Regions from separate parts of the Mus musculus genome. Here region 2 is linked to region 1. Evidence: chromatin contacts called from public HiChIP or PLAC-seq data. All regions are on one chromosome and are shown on one strand. Each heading gives the region's core, a stretch centred on a gene start, on an enhancer-like site or on the middle of the called end of the contact. The rest is flanking DNA. Distances are from core to core; before and after follow the strand shown.

The links. HiChIP or PLAC-seq counts read pairs in DNA pulled down with a chosen protein or histone mark.
Region 2: a contact with region 1 is called in an H3K4me3 HiChIP or PLAC-seq map of embryonic limb bud, with 2.7 times the contacts expected there. The contact joins the enhancer-like site here to the promoter of Adgrl3 in region 1. A contact is called at or near these places in 3 of 39 promoter capture datasets (the 3T3-L1 cell line and hippocampal neurons) and 7 of 115 datasets of contacts at active chromatin or transcription factors (SST interneurons, embryonic forebrain, embryonic hindbrain and 3 more).

The regions. Positions count from the first base shown.
Region 1 is chr5:81,017,292-81,023,781 of GRCm38.p6, reverse strand. Adgrl3 (adhesion G protein-coupled receptor L3) reads right to left here and starts at 3,030. Exons shown (of 27, transcript NM_001359828.1): 1 at 2,437-3,030.
Region 2 is chr5:81,545,408-81,551,986 of GRCm38.p6, reverse strand. All of the region lies in intron 9 of Adgrl3 (adhesion G protein-coupled receptor L3), which reads right to left. Among named protein-coding and RNA genes, the nearest start is that of Adgrl3, 530 kb to the right of the region's middle. Within about 2 kb of position 1,581, at least 1 of the 459 cell types and tissues checked has an H3K27ac peak or open chromatin away from gene starts, as enhancers often do. A contact at or near this core is called in embryonic limb bud, where this site is marked.

The DNA of each region.
Region 1 (6,490 bases), core at 1,781-4,280:
CTTTATCTCCTATAAATGTCTTAGAAAATATAATTTAATCAAAATTAGGCATGAGTGAATAATTCATTATACTGTACTTGTCCTTTGTGGTCAGAACCTTTAAAACTTACACTTAAATCAAAGTGTTTTCTTTCTTTTAAAGTAAACTAGAACCTAGCCATTTTGCACAGACATCAAAGTAGTCAGAAGTAATAGACGACTCAGTAGTGCAAAGTATTTTACTTATTGCATTTCAAAAAAAAAAGAGTTATCTTTCAAGCCTAAGTTTATTAAGAAGTGTTTATCTCTGCACATCTGTTACCCGTCCCTTCACTACTTAAAGGGAGAAAAACACAAAGCAAAACAGAAGAGAACTCGAAGCTAACAGGAAATTCAGCATAAACATCCTCCTGTTTCCTACACAAATGATCTGGTATCCTCTTTTGCGTGAGGCTGGAAAACAACGGGCAATTCTACATGTAATGTGCATACAGGTAAATTGGGCGCGAGAACTGCTGATCACTGAGTACATTATAGACTGAAAAATGAATTAGGGAGCTGCCTGACCTCTGTTATCTCATAGACAAATGCAGCTGACTGTCCAAATGCAAAAGCAAAAAAAAAAAAATTACTATAGTGGTTCCTTGCAGATTCTACGACACCATTCTCTAACTAGCGAAGACAGACCATATGACTCTAAAATTAGCAGACCTCCTATTTACTTCGGAGCAAAACACAGAAGGCATTTTTTCCCTTCCTGCCAGAATCTATGTGTCTCCTCATTTCCCCGGCAGCTGGCTGCAAGGATGTAAAATCAGAGGTGCAAGCAGCCTTACACTTCCTAATGAGTAAGCCACCCAGGAAAGTAAGCACAACAGCCACCAGCAGGTTCGGCTCTGAGGGAGACAGTGGCAAAGATGCTTACACTGTTGTTTACAATGTTCTCTAACTACTGCAGTCTGGGGCCATGGGAGCCTCAGGGAGGAGACACTCGGGAGGTGGCTCCCAAGCCTCCGGTTCTCCCAACTGCTCTCTCACTGGCTATCGATAAAAGCAACACACGTTTCTGTTCGGGCGAGGAATGTGGCCAGATCATTCCGGAGACCAAGGATTCTGTGGGGGCTATACTTGATTACCGCAAATCTGCGAGAGGCGACTGCTCTAGCAGGTCTAATCAAGGCCAATCTGGGATACGGTGGAGCGCTGCACCAGCAACTCCAAACATTGCACGCATCTCTAGGGGAGAGGGAACCTGCCGCCAGGCTTCCTCGCAACCCCACCGGGGGCCCTCTGGGCCTTCTCAAACCAGCTTTTCCAGCTAAGCAGATCCCAAGCGATTTCTATGAACAAGCTTGACCTAAGTAGCTTCAGCTCTCCTATCCCTGCACAGGTCTGCCCGCCACCCTAAGCGCACAGGATCCTAGACACACAGATACCACGCACGCCGACCACTGGTCAACTACCCTTCCAAACAGTGGGCTGCATTGCTGGATATCCCGCATGCCCAGCAGCCTCCTCTGGGCTAGAACCAGAGGCTGTCCAGTGCTGGTCCTCGCGCTCCACTTGAGCCCAGAGACTGCCCATCTCCCAAGAGAAGCACCCAGGTGCAAGCTCGCCTACCTGTAACCCGCCACCAGGGCCACCACTGCTCTGCCCACCGCACCCCGGCGCCGCGGACGCCCGACCCATTGAACATCCTCTCCACACTGGGTGCTCACTCCTGGCACAGCTCAACCCCGTGACACTCACGAAACTGACCAGCTTTCTCTAGCTAAATCGCTCAACAAAGCCTAGGCACTCAGGTCGAAATCAAACTGCCCGGCTGGAAGATACTCAAGAGAGATTTTTGGAGGCAACCCGATTCCACTTCTCAGGGGCGCGACCTGGGCAATCTCAGCCACCTTGGATGTTCCAAGGCAGGCGTCTAGGGAGGATCAACCAGGCTCACCACCACACATTCGCCATCACCCCGAACTGCGCTCCTCACCCGGTCCCTGTTCGTCCTCCAACCCGTTCCCACGTCCAGTGTTGCTCCAGACTAGCGGAGAAAAGGCGCCCCCTTGGCTGCTTTCTGCCCCTACTAAAGGACGGCATTGGGGTGACAGGGCAGGGAAAATGCGCGGGGTGGGATTCGTTCTTGTCACCCGGCGTGTGCGACTGACAGTGCGCTGGTTCTCTTCTCCTCTATATCTCCCTCTGGCACCTAATCGCCCAGTAGCTGATAAAACCTCGAACCCATGCCAAACCCCAGCGCCCACCAGCCAGGAGGCTCCCTTCCCGCCCCGCATCACGATCAGATGAGTGTGCGCATGAGGGCGAGTGTGCGAAGGCGAATGTGTGAGTGGAAGGGTGAGTGTACGTGAACCCCGCACCCCCTCGGTTGCCAGCCCATCGGATGCCGCCGCCTGCGCCCGACCAGGGCGACCACAATTATGAAGAGTGCAAAGAATAAATTACCTTTCGTAACCGCCGGTCCCTGAGATGGTCCCATCAGTTGCTCAACAACCTGCAACCCGGTGCAGTTTTCCACAATCCATCCATTGAGCCCCGGGGCACACACACACACAAAAAAAGAAGAAATAAAAAAAGAAGAAGAAAGAAAAAGAAAACAGAAAAAAGATGGACCTGTCCCACTGTAGACACCCCAGTCACACCAAGCAACGACTGATCAAACCGCAGAGACGACAGGAGGGTGGAGACCCCAGTCAAAGAAACAACAAAAAGTGTCTCTTTTCCTTTCTTCTTCTACACAGCCATGGAGAAAGGGGAAGCCGGGAAAGCCAATGCTAGTCTTCCTTTACGTTTCCTCGCTTCACACGCCCCAGGGGGGCAAAAGCGGAGCAAAGAGAAGGAGGGTTCAAATGTCTCTCTCAGGGCACAGTTGCACAACTTCGGAGTCAGGCTGTGTCTCTCGCTGCAGCCGGTGGACCCAAGCGGGAGCTATTAACATGCGGCAGTCATAACCAGAGCTGCTTTCCCTCCTCCTGCAGCCGCCGCCGCCGCCGCCGCCGCAAGAAAAGCAGCTGCTGAGGAGACCAAAAATCTTCCACCATCCCCCCCCCCGCAGCCGATCTTTATATCCAGTTCTCCCACCCCACCCCCCTTCTCTTTCTTTTTCTTCTTCTTCCTCGTCCTCCCCTTTCCGCCTCCGAGCGAGAGGGAGGGGATAGGTAGGGGCAGCGGCGAGGACCAGTAGTGGCTTCTCCGCCCAGTCCTCCTCGCCGTCCTCCTCCTGCTGCCCCCGAGGTGCTCCGGCAGCAGAGGGTCCGCTCTGCCGCCCGCAACCCGCTCCGAGAGCCCAGGCGCGAGCCGCGCAAACTCCTTGCCGGGTGCACGGCGTGGACGCGCGGGCAGAGCGGGCGCCGGGTCGCCGAGGGTTGCGTGCCTGCCGCGGGGGGCGAGCCCCGAGCTCCGGTGGTCGCCTATCAGCTCGCCGGCCAGGCCGGGTAGCTTCGGGCATGCGGGAGCTTCATCGCCCGGCCCGGGGTCTGAGCCGATGCCGTCACCGCCAACCTCCTCCTCGGCCGCCGGCTTCGGTCCTCTTTTTTTTTTTTTTTTAATTTTATTTAATTTTATTTTTTTCTCTTCTGGACTCCCCACCGGAGCCACTGAGGCTCGGGGCGCCCTCCAGACACGCACACGCTCTTCCCCTCGCGCGCACACACAGGGGCGAGCTCCTGCCCCAGCACACCGTGCAGCCCGCGCGCGCACACCCGGAGGGAGAAGACTGAGGCCAACGAAATAAATAAATAAATAAAAGAGAGAGCGAGAAGAAAGAAAGGGGAGGGGGGGGGGCGAGTCACAGGCGGTGGCGGCGGCAGCAGCAGCAGTAGCAGCTGCGGGAGCGGAGGCAGCGCGCAGTCCGCGAGATGCCAGCAGCGGCGGCGGCGGCAGCGGTGGCGGCGTCGCCCTCCTGGCCCGGCCGTGCCATCTGCATCCCCGCTCCTGGGAACTGGAGCGAGCGCTGCGGGCCGAGCGGGCGGAGGGGGCGGTCGCGCCCGCAGACAGGCAGCGTGAGCGCAGCGGCCAACGCAGCCGAGGCCCGAGTGAGCCTCTGGCGGGGTGACGGGGCGAGAGAGCTCCCAGGACCAGGGAGGGGGGCTCCAAGGCCGGGAAAGGGGCGGCCGGCAAAACCCGGATCTGGAGTCCGCGAGGGCTCCGCGGGCGCGGGCTCCACCTAGCCGCTCCGCAGAATCTTGGAGGTGGGAACCGTGGGGCGGCTAAGGGAGGCTTCCCTTGCAGGGTTTGTCAGACAAAGGGTATCTCTCTCCTGGATAGGAGCATCTCTCTCTCTCTCTCTCTCTCTCTCTCTCTCTCTCTCTCTCTCTCTCTCTCTCTCTCTCTCTCTCTCTTCTCTGCTCTCCATTTCCACTCATCTCTAGCCCCCCCCCCTCTCTCCACTCAATCTCTTCACTCTCCCTTCCTCCCTCCCGTTCTCCTCCTCCCCCACTCTTCTGCTCTAGGTGAATGAGGTACCAGGCTGGGAGTTCTGCCAGTGTCTTTTTTTTTTTTTTCAGGTGCAGATTACTCCACGTGTTCTTTATGCGGGTGCTGACTTCTAAAGCATTGCCTGCTTTGAGTCCATTTTATGTTTCTTGAAACTTACCTCAATGTACAAGTTCATTGCAAAATTGAAAGCACACCTTTCTACGAAAAGATAGGACCTAGAGACTCAATGATTTTGATTTCACTACAATAAAAATTACCATGAAGGATATAGAAAACTGTCTTGGTTCTATCTCCATGCCTTCTGCTGTGATAAAGTTTGCCCACGTGACCTTCATCAACTAATTGTACCTCTTTGGGATGCTTTTGTAAATGAAATTGTTAAAAAATGTCTTTCTTTCTTCCTTCCTTCCTCCCCCCCTCCCCCCCCCCGCTTCTCTCCTATAACATTTTATCGCTTCAAGGACTGTGGATGTAGTTTCTATATAAGCATAGTCTAGTGACTAGGATTTATTGTATGAAACCAACAGGTACATCACATTCCTATTCAGGTCTCCCAAGTTGAATGAGGCTGTATAGTGAGGCAGTATAGTGTCATAATGATCTCCTGGCCTGTGGGAATTTGCAAGTTGGAAACTACAACCCCAGCAGATCTGTAAAGCTAACCATCATCGTAATTATCTGATCATCCCTGACACAAGAATGAATTTCTTTCATTCTTCAAAGCTCAACTCACATGCCAGATTTTCTTTTTTTTCTTTTTATTTTTTTATTACGTATTTTCCTCAATTACATTTCCAATGCTATCCCAAAAGTCCCCCCTACCCTCCCCCCCCACCAGATTTTCTAAAGAACCCCTTTCTTAGCTATCCCAAGGTGAGAAAAAGCCTTTGTAACATATGGTATATGCTACACACACCATAGCCATTATCTTCTCTGCTACAGTTTGGATCCTAAGTATCCACCAAAGGACTTTATGTTAAAGGCTGGTCTCCAGCTACTGATGATTTTGTGGGGTAGTAGAATTTTTAAGAGGTTGGCTTGCTCTAAGGATGTTAGAACCTTGAAGATGGAACCTTGTAGAGGATCCAGGGACCTTCCCACCAAGTACCCTGTATCCCAGTCACGGAGGTGAACAGCTTTGTTTTGTTATACAATCAGAGGTATTGTTTTGTATCGTAAATATCAAAACAACAAAGACAATTAGGCTTAGACTGAGGCCTCCAAAACTGTAAGCCAAAATGAACGTTCCCTCCCATGAGGTTACTTTTATAGGCATGCTGTCATGGGGAACGAAAATGTGACTAAGCAGCTAACTAGCTCACACAGCACTGTGATGGTACCTCTACCACAATGCCTATGTTGTCCTGCTTATTTTGGTCTCTTTTCAAATAATTAGCTGCATGTCACTATATCTTCTCAGATTATAAGAGCTCTCTTAAAGGTAAGTTCCAAGCTATATTGGGAAAGAATATACTATATATTATATGCTCTTTGTGTATCTAGTAATTCATTTGGGAGTGGGGGAAATAGAAAGTCAAAGAGATTTAATGGCTGAGTTCTGACCAAGTAGATTTTCATAGGCTCAAGTATGGCTGCTTTTATTCCCTTAATACAGGACATTTATAAGCGCCCTTGGATACGTAAATACAAATTGACATCTGGACTCACTTGTGACTTAAACAAGGGCTTCACCAAGACTAGACTAGCAAACTGTGACAAGAGACTCTTAGTTGTAAAGGAAGCAAGATGGAAACAACTCAGTTCCTATTTACCATATGCTTAGTGAATTTATTTAGAAAAATAATAGAATATTTTTAAGTGTATAAGGTATGAAGTAAATCAAAGATATTACATACTATTAGTGATGGCAGCAGGAAGACAAATATAAATAATTTATAGCTATAGCTAAGGAGTCTATAAGTAAAAATGTTACTTATAGACTCCTTAGCTAGCCAATGTGGACATGGACCAAAAATAAAGAATTTCAAAGATCCTACTTAGTGATGGGGGAAAAGGTAATAAAAACAGCTTATTTTTTTTTAAACACAGTGCAAGTAGGAGT
Region 2 (6,579 bases), core at 332-2,831, 530 kb before region 1:
TAGAGGTGGGATGAGAAAACTCCTTTCCACATTAAAATAAAACAGTCCTCTGACCTCCATATGGTATATACATATACATATACGTGTGTGTGTGTGTGTGTGTGTGTGTGTGTGTGTGTGTATGTGTGTATTAAAGTCTCAGGTTGAATTAGCTTGTGTGTTGGAAATTGAAACCAGAGCCCTGACTGCTAACTGTGTTAACCATCTTTTTTTTTTTTTTTCTATAACACACAACCAAGATGAGAGCATTGATAAGGAAGAAATGTTTATTTTATTATTGAAATATCAGTTCTTGCCACTTGGCCCCTTGCTTATGAGCCAGTTACAAGGCATCAGATTTTGGTAAGTAGGGAGAGATATGCGGTCCCCACCTCCTTACAGCCTAGATATTAAACAGGATAAGGGCTTAGGGTACCTACTGTTCTCAGCTTCTCTGAGGGCCTCACAACAACCACTTAATTATTTTCTATGGCACCCCACCTCATCAAGGTTCCACCACCTCCTAGAGGTCCCTCTGGTTTGGTTCGCTGAGAAGTCCTTAGGCAGATAAACTTATGTTGCTGTATCACACTCAAACCTTAGGACCAGGTCAGTGTTCTGCACTTAGCTGTCAAACTAGACTTCAACCTGCTTTTGATGATTAAGGTTGAAGCTAGCAAATATGTTGGTATGAAAGGCTTTTTTTTTTTTCTGTCTCACTTCAAAGGTAGATATATGCTTATAAAAATAATATTGTCAACACTGAGCAGTGCATAAAAACAGCATACATAAAATACAGAGACAAATGGTTTCTAAAGTGAACATAAGGTAAAAACCATATTTCATCACAATAATGTCCTCACTGGTTTTTGCATTTGTGCTACCTCTCTACTCATTTTTTCTTTCCTATCATACAGTGTTATAATTGAGCTTCATACCTTATTGTTATGAAGGTAAATTTTATGCTAATTTGTATTTGCTTAAAATTCAATTGATCATTTTCCATATATATATATATCCTCTTTAAGAAAAATAAAATACGGTATTATTATTTTGCTTTAACAAGTTTCAGGACTAGTGTAAGTCATATTTCTCCACTCTTCACGAAAGACTTCATGTGAGAATAATAGGTCCTAAAATAAAAACCGTATTTAAGAATGACATATTTAATTTTCTCATTTATGTTTGCAAAACAACCCTGACAGCAGCTTAACTTTATCGTTAAAAAGTTTGATTCATGCCAAAAATAATCTTTACTCCAGATAGAAACTACCAAAGGTCAGTGAGTACTTCTGAAAAACTGCTCATGCCTAGCATGATAACGAGCTTTCTATTCTTCATACTCTACTCTAAGCATAGTCTCAGGCATTGTTAAAGTCAGCTTTCCAGTGACAAGGTTAGCACCAATCAAAAGCAGCTACTAAAAGAGGTTTCTAAGGATGCCAGTTTGACACCTTCTGCTTCTGATTTCTTTTCCCTCCTTGAACTCATTTGAAAGACTTACTTAATATTTTTATTTATATGAATGAGAGTGTACCTGCATGAGTTTATGAGCACTGCATGAGTGCAGATGCCTGTAGAGTCCAGATGGCCTCAGAGTCTCTGGAACTGGAGTTATAGGTAGTTGTGAGCTTCCAGATGTGGGGCTTTGGAACCAAACCCACATTGTCTGCAATAGCAGTAAATGATCTGGATGCTTAAGACATTGGCATGCCCCCACCTCCACCCCATTAAGGGATGGAGCCATCCACCATCTCAAAAACATTAACCCAGAATTGCTTCTATCTGAGGGAAATGCAGGATCAAAGAGTACAGCAGAGGCTAAAGGAAAGGCCATTCAGAGACCGCCCCCCGCCCCCCAACTAGGGATCCATCCCATCTGCAGACACCAAACCCAGACACTATTTCTGACACCAAGAAGTGCTTGCTGATAGGAGCCTGGTATAGCTGTCCCTTGAGAGGCTTTGCCAGAACCTGACCAATATAGATGAGGATGCTTCCAGTCCAAAGGGACCCCAATGGAAGATTTAGGGGAAGGACTGAGGGAGCTGAAGGGGATTGCAACTCCATAGGAAGAACAACAATATCAACCAACAGCTCCCAGGGACTAAACCACCAACCAGAGTCCACATAGAGGGACCCATGGCTCTAGCTGCATATTTAGCAGATATGCATATGCATATGATGCCATCAAGGGGAGGGGAGGACCTTAGTCCTTTGGAGGGGGATACTAGGGTGGTGATGTGAGAGGAAGTGAGTGGGTAGGTGGAGGAACACCCTCATAGAAGCAGGGGGCAGGGTGGGATAGGGAGTTTGGAGAGGGGAAACTGGGACAGGAACATTGTAAATGTAAATAAATAATAAAAGACATCTACGCAGCTCCTCCCTTCAACTTTTAATCACACATGTAATTGTGAAGTTAGCAACACAGGAGGGAGCAGAAAAACAACTGCATGCTTGATTTACCCTGACCATTTGCCACTGATGGAGTAAAATGTGACTGACTGATTTCTCCCTTGTGGGCAGTGTATTATTTCTGGACATGGAGACAGGAGGTTGGTATTATCTAAAGCAAAGGTGTGGAAACATTTCTTTGGGTCCAACTTTTACTATGCCACTAACATAAAGGATTAGACATGACCAAGATAATTCATCTCTCTACCTAGAGTCTGTTAAGATGTGGCAATTCCAGGAAAACATGATGGCTACACTGTTCGAGAAGATCTACAACTCTCTCTAACTGGAGAGACAGGAGACAAGTGGAGAGAGAGAAGTCTGGGCCAAGGGCAGTGGTAGTACAGAGGAAGCCTGTGGTGATGTGTGTAGGCAGAAAGCTGAGAGAACATGAAAATCACAGAACAAGGCAGGACAAAAGCCAGGGAGGCCAGGTAGGGCAGTCACAAATGGATAACTGCCAAATTGTAAAACATTCATAAACTCATTGAAAAAAGCAGCCAACAATGAATGTCTAACATCTAGCTTAAGAGAACAGTCAACTCAAAGCCTTTAAAAATTTATCTCCTGTTCTGGTTTAAATAATAATGCTGCCACATTCTCACATATATTGAATGGCTAGTCATTAGGGGGTGGTACTACTTGAGAATAATTAGGAGGTGTGGCCTTGTTGTACAGACGTGTCATTGGGGGTGGTCTTTGAGGTTTTAAAAGCTCAAGGAAGGTCCACTGTCCCTTTCTCATCTTCTGATGCCTGAAGATCCAGATCTAAGACTCTGAGCATCTCTTCCAGCACCACGGCTGCCTGTGTATTCTCTCTACCATGATGATAATGAGCAAAATAAACTCCTCAAACTGTAAGCAAGCCGCAATTAAATACTTTCCTTTATAAGAGTTGCCTTGGTCATGGTGTCAATGGCACGTTGACTAAGATTTCTTTTCTTGATGGAAGCTTCCCCGCCACAGAATATTTTGGAACAAATTCTAGACACCCTATGATTCCACCTATGCTGTCCTTTGCCTCTTTGTCAATACTATGGAGGGGTTCTTCTAATCTCCTGCAATATCAAGTTGATTCCTACATGTTTAAAAGACACATTAAAATGAATTTAATACAGAACTGTAAGCAAAATTAAATCTATAAATTGGCGAGACACAGAAACTTTCTAGAATGAACGATATTCTATTGACCCTAGTGTTAAATATAGTTTTTGATGATTTTGATGCTCACAGATATAGAGCCAGATATGTTTTCTAAAACTAGAAAAGTATTTTTTCTGTTTCTCCTAAATTATGTTTTTTTTTTATGACAGAAAATATTTACATATCTGGTAAGAAACTTATTGGTTAGCTAACTTGGTATTGGATGTTGTAACATAGATAAATAAAATTGGCCTAATACTAAAATTTAAAGTCAATTGTCCTCTTTAAAATATAACTCAGGTCACAGATATGCTATGAGAAAAGAAATTAACAGAAAATATAAAGGTGGTTAGTATATAGTATACAACAAAGAGCCAATAATTGTTTGTCTTCCCTTTACTAACCTTTTAACATATGCTTTCCTATAGGTTTATTTCATTGTTATGCTTGCGCCTTTTTGAAGTTTTAGTCATTACTATACACACACACACACACACACACACATACACACATATACATATATATGTATACATATTATTCTATATATACTATGTATATTTTCTTTATATATAGTATATATATTATTTGATAATAAATCAAATAAAGAATATTAAACAATATAAATATTTTAAATTATTTTGACTATCTAATTTTTATTGGGACAAAATTGAGACATAAAAAAATTTGTGTACTATCTTTCTCTTTAGATTCTGATAATGCCCTGATTGTGTACAGTCACATCTTACAATACAAAAAAAAAATGGCTGCTGATTCAAATTGTGTAATTTTCTTTTCTAGGTAATAATCAGTTATTACATTTTTAAGGATAGTAGCTATTTTGCTTGTGGCTGTGATAATGAAGTGTATTTAATATTCTCACTGTTTGCTCAAGAATGAGTCATGGATCATTCGCACAGTGTAAGTTATCTATGTAAAGTGCAGAATGCAATTTTTTTATACCGATTCCACTCTGGATCTTATGATATTGAACAAACTTATACCCGACAAATGATGATAAAAAGGAAAGAAAGGATCATGAATGACGTCTCATTATTCTCCCATTACCCTCTTATTCATTTGGATATTAATGCATGCTACTATGTGCTTTGTAGAAGTACAGGAAGCCATTACTTAAATCTCAATTCTTGAATCTCAAAATCCAGGATGCATAAAATTATGGACTTTTTCTGATAAATGGATTTTTCAAGAATAGCAGATGCCCAGCAAATAAATACATGTAACACAGTAAGTCATCAGTAAGTGCTCATTGTAATTTTTTGTGTACACAATGATGAACCTCATAGTGATAAATGCACTGAACATCCCAGGTAGGGGACTCAGGAAGGTCTGGTAGACAAACAGTGAGAAACATGCTCTGACAGGCTCTCTCGGTCAGAATCTATTTTTCATATGCACGCTTCTAATTTTCTTGCAATATTTAGAAATTTAATCCATTACTCTGTGAGGTATTTTTATTTTTTACCTACTTTTAAACTTTTGTATGTCTATCTTAGTGCGTCTATACCATGCTGAACATTTGCTGGTCAGAAGATGAAGTATGGGTAGCAATTTTCTCCTTCCCTCACGTGGGCTCTGGAGGATCAATTTCAGGTCACCTGGCTTGGCAGCGAGCACTTTCACTTGCTGAGCCATCTTTCTGGCCCTTCATTTCATTTGTTTACTTACTTAATTAATTACATTTTCTTGCTAGGGATAAAACCCAGGATTGATGGCTAGGCAAGTGCACCAATCCTGGTGCCCTGCCCAAGGGTATAGGTCTATGTAAGAGAAAGGATGAGTGAAGAACTTTCCATGGGGTGCACTTTCTGAAAAATAAGCAACAGAAAGGTCTTAATTGACAAATCTCTCCAATTCATACTTTTACTTATAGCTCAATTCACCTATCAGAACTTAATTCTTATCAATATGCCAATATACAGCTTAGCTATTAAATTTCAGGAACACACAAAAAGTGACATAGGTTTTATATTTACATTTTGTTATGAAAATGTATATACTATTGACAATCTTGTTAACGTCTTTTTCAGAAAACCTCTGTTAAATGACATATGATGATAGCAAATTTACTTCTATTTACATATAAATATACACAAGCCTCTTAGTAACAAATTATTGTCAATTATATTAAGATGCCTTTTCCTTTATTCCCCTATAGCCGAGGGCTGAACCCAGGACCTTGCGGTTGCTAGATAAGTGCTTTACCACTGAAGTAAATCCTTAAAGCTATTTTAAATTTTCTTAAATGAACACTATTGAGACATTACTGCAATTTTAAAAGTCATAAACTTAAGTCATTCTTTTGCTTCTTTGACATACTTTCACCGAAAAAGTAAAAAAGCCACATTAATAAGACTGTACATACTTATATTAGATATGACAGTCCCTAAATAAGCCTAGGAATCATGTTAGAATTCATGTTTATTCTCTCTGACCTTTGGATCTCACTGTAATATTTTAGACACTGAAAAATTCAATGTATATACATATATTTACATATATACTGTGTCTGTGCATTAGCCAGCAAAGGTTGTTCAGGGTGCTCTGGAAAAAAATGTCTTTACCAAGTGGACCTCAGAGCAGTTTCCTAAACAAAGATTTTCAGTAAAAGGCTAGAAGTGTTAAGTACATTGAAATTCTATCATTGAAAGAAACTGAAAACCTGGCATAAGTTGGCACTGTATTTTTGCCATTTTTCTCTTTTAGTGGAACTGAAAATAATAGCACACACACACAAGTGGAAGTGTGTGTGTAGGGGAAAAGGTTGCGATGTTGAAAATGATATTAGTATTTCTCCAAAGAAAACAACTTGCTTTCCAATTCACAGATGCTAATAAGCCTAGAGAGAGAAGCACAGTCCAGAGTCCCAACAGAGAGCTTCCCCACCGTACCACAGAGCTGGTCTACAGGCTGTCCTAGCCTACTGCAAAAGCATCTACTTGTCTTTTCAGTCCTGCTGATTAAAAAAATATCTCAAAACACCAG